Linked DNA regions of Oryctolagus cuniculus: region 1 is linked to region 2. Evidence: chromatin contacts called from public Hi-C data. All regions are on one chromosome and are shown on one strand. Each heading gives the region's core, a stretch centred on a gene start, on an enhancer-like site or on the middle of the called end of the contact. The rest is flanking DNA. Distances are from core to core; before and after follow the strand shown.

Region 1 (3,384 bases), core at 671-3,170, 72 kb before region 2:
ATCACATTCCACCCGGATAAAACACAACATGGACTGAACTGAGGGTGGATATCTTACCTTAACAAACAAAGGACAAGTATGCCAGTGCAAAATATGGGCTAAACTGCTTTCAGGAATTAAGTTTTTAAACTGATACAGGTTGGAAAAGGGAATTTTCCTTCCTGGCTTGGATCCTTCCCACTTTAAGGCAGAACCCATCCATTCTGATTTCTGCAGTTAAGAACCTTTCTCTGCTTATTTAGTTTTCTCCTCTGAGTTCAACCGTTGCTGAATTCGTTTGGCATAACTTTGTGCCATGGAATTAATGATAGACAGGATGAAGTAACACACCATCACAACGACCAACTTCTCAAACATCCAGGACAACCAGTTTTCTCCCTGTAGGAAGAAATGCACAACAACCCAAAGAGAAAGGCTTCGTTAGTTGAACAGTAAAAAGAGAATGACCCATAGTGTTTTAAGAAAAAGAATGAGAACTGGAGGCTACCCTGAAATCTACATGTTACGCTCAGTCTCTCAAGACTCCCCTTTGTTGGATGCAAAGGCAGTGTTGATTCATATAGTTCGGAATGACTGGGCAAATGTTGAGTTCATCTCTCATCTTTTCACTGTGACCTAAGAATTAAATCTCTGATTAAACTCGTTTCTGAAGCAGTCAGGCACTCTCCAATTATTGTCAAGAGAGCTAGACATTTTCCATCTCCCAGTTCCCATCCCGGGAACTGTCTTTAAAATATAAATGCTTTTATTTTCTAAAGTCACATTTGGACAACGGAGGGCAGCAAAGGACCACACGAAGCATGTGTCCTCGAGGCCATTAAAGAAAAGCTTCCCACTTCAGGTTACTGCTTACTCATCCTGTTCTAGTCACTTCCCCTTGCCAGAGGGCTGTTTACAGAGAAGGCAGGCTCAGTTTAAGTTTTAAAGTTCAGCAATGTTAAGAGTCTTAGTGTATAAAGAAAGTATCATTTTCCCACAGCTGAAAAGAAAAATAGTGAAAATACCAAAGTGGGACATTCAAGCTATCGCACTAAGCCTAATATTTCTGTTATGAGGAAAATTAAAATGGTTTTAATCTACTCAGGAGAGCCTACTAATAAATCATTTAAGATCAAGGCAGCAACTCCTTCACTCTACGTTGCAGAGCCATTACTTTTCATTAGCCCTACCCTTGTTGCTGGGAGAAGATGTACAAAACAGAAAAGTTATACTACAGGTTTCAGACAAAGACAAATTTCCTAGGAGAGACCACACAGAGCCTCAACCTCTGTTAGGAAACTGGCGAACGAACCCCAATCTATACACCGAAATTGGAGTGCGCGAGCTGCCTGAGGGGAGAGGAGGCTCACCTGTGCTGTGCCCAGTTCACTTCTGTGGTGAAGCTTCTGCCGCTGCGCCTCCAGGTAGTCCTGGAATGGCTTCTGCAGAGACGGACCTATGCCGGGGACAGCACTGGAAGCAGGGCACGGCAGCCCACGGCAGAAGATAACATTTGGGAAGAAAAGTAGAAAAACGTTAAAGAAAATCTACTTACCGTCTGGTTTCAAAAATAACAAAATAGGTAGGAAGAAGAATAAAATAACAATCAGAGAGCTGTCGAGATCCTGGGAACTCTTGTTAGTGGACATAAATTCTTCCTTCTAACAGCCCCTTCCAGGAGAAAAATCTCTCCCACCAACAAGTCTGGGATAAACTCAGAGCTGCAAACCAGGAGCTACTTCTAACAAGAGTGAGGCCGGCGCAGCTGACGCTGCACACTGGGGTGGCACAAAGAAGAAAATGAATGACTTCTGAGAAGTCCCACATTTATCACCACCAGTTCCTGTAAGAACTGGTTTGAACCGATTAATAAGGAAATGACTTATGCTTGTGTCATCCCTAGTTAAAAAAGAAACTGCCCGCCCTCTCCCTGACTTGTCCCATCTTCTCAGAGGGGGCGGTTCTTTCTCAATCTAAGTCCTTATTAGGACAATCCGTGCGTCATCCTTATCCAAAAAGAATGCATTAGCGAATTTGGGAGGCACCTCCCCCTAGTCAGAAGTCAGTGATTAACAAAGGAACAAAGAAGGAACTCTGAACCTTGAATCATTTCATGGTTTATGGCAGATGATTTGCACAGAATCTCCAGTACATTACTAAACAGCTTGTTCTGAGCTGATTGGGACAGTGATCTTTGATAAGTTTGTGTATTGAGAGCTCCCTCTCACCCAGAATGCCTGGAGGGAGGGCTGTTAAACCGGTTTGGCCACTGCAGCTCCCAGGCTCCCGTTTTAGACTGCAGGGGTTTTTACAATAGTAACTTAGGGCAACTTAGAAAATCAAACACCTCTATTTTCTGTACCCTTTATTTTCTCTTCTGTCACACTTCAGATGAAAGGCAAACAAACCCAATCTCTTTTCCTAGAGCTTGCAAAAGGTACTCCATTATGAATTTGTAGCAGTGCTTAATGCTCTTCCTGCTGAGTGTACAAAGTAACTTCACCTCTTCTCTCCATTTATTCAGTTGCTGCTTTTTGTAATAAATTAGAGACCAGCAGAAGGGAGGTTTTTTTTTTTTTCTATTACATTTATCAGAAACCAATACAGCCCTAAATCCTGGCTAATACTTTTCTTTGATCCTATGAATTTACCAACCAGTAAACACTGAATGGAGTAATAGATGCAATGGGGGACTGGCGGTGGGGGGAAACTGGAAGAACTGGTCCGTGCCCACCAGGAACTTAGAAGAAGATCATTATGGGGATTTAACACATGCACATAGGAACTGAGTTATGAGTAAGATAAATTAACAATTCAATCCTAAATCATTTGGTACAGAAGATATAAGCTGAAAGTACTGGAGGAAAAGAGATCAGTGTAGGGTGAAGTGAACTGAAGGATGTGCAAAAAGGCCCAAGCAGACCAACACCTGCACTGAGCAGACCAGAAGACCTAAGACAGTCATCAGACAGAAGCGGTGAAGTCTCAGCCCGCGGGCTCCGGCTCTCACGCACAGACTTGCCGGGGGCCTTTCATGAGTAAGGTCGACCAGAAGTGCTGTGTCTGAGCTGTGTTGCTCTTTAGCAGCAATGATTCTAACTACAAAGGGGCAACAGGACAAATTTTTTCTTTAGAGGAGAAAAAAAGTACTTCAAGTAATATTTCCATATATACTACAGGTAGGAATGCAAATAGCTCACCCATTCACACTAGAAATATGTGATATGAAGATAAAAAACAATTCCAGTAAAATACACACACTGAATGACTGGTTTTAAAATAGCAGATTTATAAGAACTTTCATTTTCATAAATTGCTTCATTGACCTTAATAACAACACGCTAAAGGATAGCTACAGTTAAACTATCATTTTAGAGAAAATTAAGGACCAAAACCTAAATGTTA
Region 2 (3,343 bases), core at 669-3,168:
AATCCATGCAGCTTTTTCATAATACTTATTTTTCATGAACTTTCTGAAGATGCCTTTGTATACATGGATTTCAAAATTTTTTTGCAGCAAAACAAACTTATCTTTTAATTCCATTTCCTATGAACTTTTGAAGTTTCTGTATACTCACCCTTTAATCTGTGGGGGGAAAAATTATAAAATGACAAACTAGTATGAGCAATGCTGCATAATTTTAAATAGTTTTCTAGATTTTGAAATTTTCAAGCTTTTTAAAAAATTTATACTAGAGTAGCTGATGATTTACTATATTTGCAGCTTCTTTATTATATAGTTTGTAGCACTGAAGGGATTGAAAATGTTACAGCCATTTCCACATTTCACTAGGAAATACAGTATATAATCTACAAGAGACCAGAGAGAAATCTGGGATACTGTTGGGCTTATTTTAGCCACTTCTTAAAGAAACATCTTTCAAAAAATTAAAAACCTAAAATGGTCATATTAATTCTGAGATGAACTTATCCAATGTTGTTTTATCACTCAAGATGAAGGTCAAGATTTCACAATAAGACTTGTGTATGCATGAATATTTACAAGGAAGACGAGCAGACAAGAGAGACAGACAGGCAGCTCTCTCAGAACTGATAAAACATTCCTACAGACTGAAATTGTTTGCACAACATCTGTAACATCAGTTCATGGCCCAATCCATCATGTGTACATAGAAGTCAAGTGAGATACCAAAGGCAAAATTTTCAATTGGTTTTGTCTGGAAGTTTAGGGCAAAGGTAATAAAATCAAGAATCCTGTGCTGATTCACTGGGAAAACATTTGTTTGCCACACTCCTTCACTAAGGAACAAAAGGAGTCAGTGGTTAGCTGGAATGTGATTCATTAGGAATATCTGGGTAATAAATAAATGAACAGAGATGACAAACTGTTGTCTGTAATGACTTGCAAACCCTTTGTTTTCTTTTATTTCAACTTTTAGTGGACTGTGGAAACCCTTTTTCAAACATAGGAATTCTACTCACAGTTTTAAATCGTTTTTCTCATCAGATCAGAAAATGATTTATTGAAGGTTATGGCCTACAGCAAACAATTCTATAAGGCTAAAGTGTAAAACTGCTGATTCCAAATGGGCACTGTAAAGTTTACTATTTATACTCTTTTTTGTGAAAAAGACCTAAGTTATGCTCAGTCCCTCTCTGTAAAATGCAGTACACTGGGTCAAAAAGTAGTAAACTTGGCATCAGGCAAAGCGGCTTTCAGTTTTCTAAGTCTGTTAGTAAATTACTAGGTACACCCAGACTTCTGTCTCATCTTTCACACTTAACAAAAAAACCTAATAATATTATTATAATGCCTGTGCCACCTAGTCTCAGGGCTAGAATATGAAAATTTTCATAAACACCTAAGTACAAAATGGCTAGCCAAGACAAAAGAAGTATAAACTCTATTATTTCATGCTCCAAGTTATAAGGTACAGTCTTTGAAGCTATTTTTATTATATTGAATTAATCTATATTTACGTAAAGACATCTTTCTCCTTTCTTTTCTAAGCCTAAGCAACTTTTGATCGTGACAAGGTTGACTTAAGTGTTTAGGAGAAACAGACTGCCTACATATTTATGGAGAGAGCTAAAAAATAATGTTAAATTGTTTAAAATTTATATCAAACAGAAGGGACTTAATAACAGAATCCTCCTAGCTTTCATTTTAAGAACACATTAATAAACAGTGTCTTAAGGGCAGGAAGTTAGGTAGACTGTGCATATCCTTCTGCTTGATGAAAATCCAGTCCTGTGTCCTAGAGATCTTGGTTTCTTTTTTTGATTTAGTGATATTCACAAGAGTTAATACCTTGAGTCACTCTTTGGGAGAGACAACGAGAAGAGCTAGAATGCCCCCAACAAACAAAAGGCAAACAGACCTTTTCCAACAAGTGCCTGTTGGTCTTCCCACAAGCACCCTGACTCACGACATGCTTGTAGACAGACACAGTCATTACACTTACAGTGAGCAGTATCAGAGTCATGCTAGACCTTAGCTTCTGAAAACTTCTTCCTCTTTTTTTTTTTTTTTAAATAAATGAAGCAGAAATGATAGTGAGGAAGTTTGGTAACAATCTTATTAAAAATAATTAATTTACCCTATGGCATTAATAATTACTATAATATTTCACTTCCAAATTATTACACTGTTTAATTTTAATACATATCCATGCAGTTTTCCCATTTACTTTCAGTAATAAATAGCCACGAAGTAAAAAAGAATCAGAAATGTATACACATAGGGAAAAACAGCTTTAAAAAGCAGCACACAATACTATAAAGAACTTGGTTATAAAAGTAGACAGGGTACCACATCCAGAGGTATTCATAAATATGAGAAAGTAATCAGGATGTCAGACATTTAAGAGGGACATTTTTTTACCACATATTTTAGTGGTGAAATAATTCCAAACTTTAAAGCAGAAACAGGCCTCCGAGTCTTACATATGGGTAATATCTCACAGCTTTCTTTGTATAATTTACAAGAAATAGTCAAGTACTTCTACTAAAATGGTCATATTAAAAATGGTTCATAAGCTTCTAATAAAACCGGATCTATTCTACAATGTAAGTGAATATTTTCAAACTTCTCTACTTCCAAACTTTTTTAGAAAGGACAATTCTAATGCTTAAAACAGATGAAAATCCCTGATCTTGATTCCCAAATGTGATGAAATCCAATCATTAAATATACACTAAAGAGAGAAACTGCTATAAAATACATTCAACCTCTTCTCATAGCTAAATATTCGGGTGCTTTTTAAACTTACACAATGACTGTTGATAGTTTTCTCTTTATATTTCTTTGACTAAGAGCTGAGCTTATTTGAACAGGATATGGGGCTTTGTTAAGACTTTCTTCAGAAAACTGCTCCATCTAGTGTCCAAAACTGTGTGTGTGTGTGTGTGTATGTGTGTGTATCACATTATATAAGGCTGTAGATTGCAGCCTATGGACTCATCCTCTTTGTTATTGTTAAATATAAATAACTTTATAAATCATTAATGGTACATACAGCTTAAAAATGGTTCCTGAATCATCTTGTCATGTAAATTGATAATTCCCAATTTACAAACACAAAAGGATCATGTCTGAGATACAATTCTCACTGCCAAGTGCCACAGTTCCTGTTGCTGTTAACCTGCGTTTTTACAGAATTATGAATCATATTTCTGTGTTATTGTTCTTAAAATGAAAGCTAAGAAGATTCAGTTATTAAGTCCCTTCTGTTTGATATAAATTTTAAACAATTTAACATTTTTTTAGCTCTCTCCATAAATATGCAGAGGTGGTTCCAGAGGTAACTCTA

The links. Hi-C and Micro-C count contacts between places; a contact is called where the count stands out from the background.
Region 1: a contact with region 2 is called in a Hi-C map of embryonic fibroblasts, with 8 times the contacts expected there. The contact joins two enhancer-like sites. A contact is called at or near these places in 5 of 6 Hi-C or Micro-C datasets (ear pinna, embryonic fibroblasts, psoas muscle and 2 more).

The regions. Positions count from the first base shown.
Region 1 is chr17:35,138,392-35,141,775 of mOryCun1.1, reverse strand. It overlaps VMP1 (vacuole membrane protein 1), which reads right to left. Exons shown (of 12, transcript XM_002719255.5): 11 at 1,350-1,452; 12 at 1-378. The coding sequence ends at 235. Among named protein-coding and RNA genes, the nearest start is that of MIR21, 2.8 kb to the left of the region's middle. Within about 2 kb of position 1,920, at least 6 of the 8 cell types and tissues checked have an H3K27ac peak or open chromatin away from gene starts, as enhancers often do.
Region 2 is chr17:35,066,091-35,069,433 of mOryCun1.1, reverse strand. All of the region lies in intron 5 of VMP1 (vacuole membrane protein 1), which reads right to left. Among named protein-coding and RNA genes, the nearest start is that of PTRH2, 62 kb to the right of the region's middle. Within about 2 kb of position 1,918, at least 1 of the 8 cell types and tissues checked has an H3K27ac peak or open chromatin away from gene starts, as enhancers often do.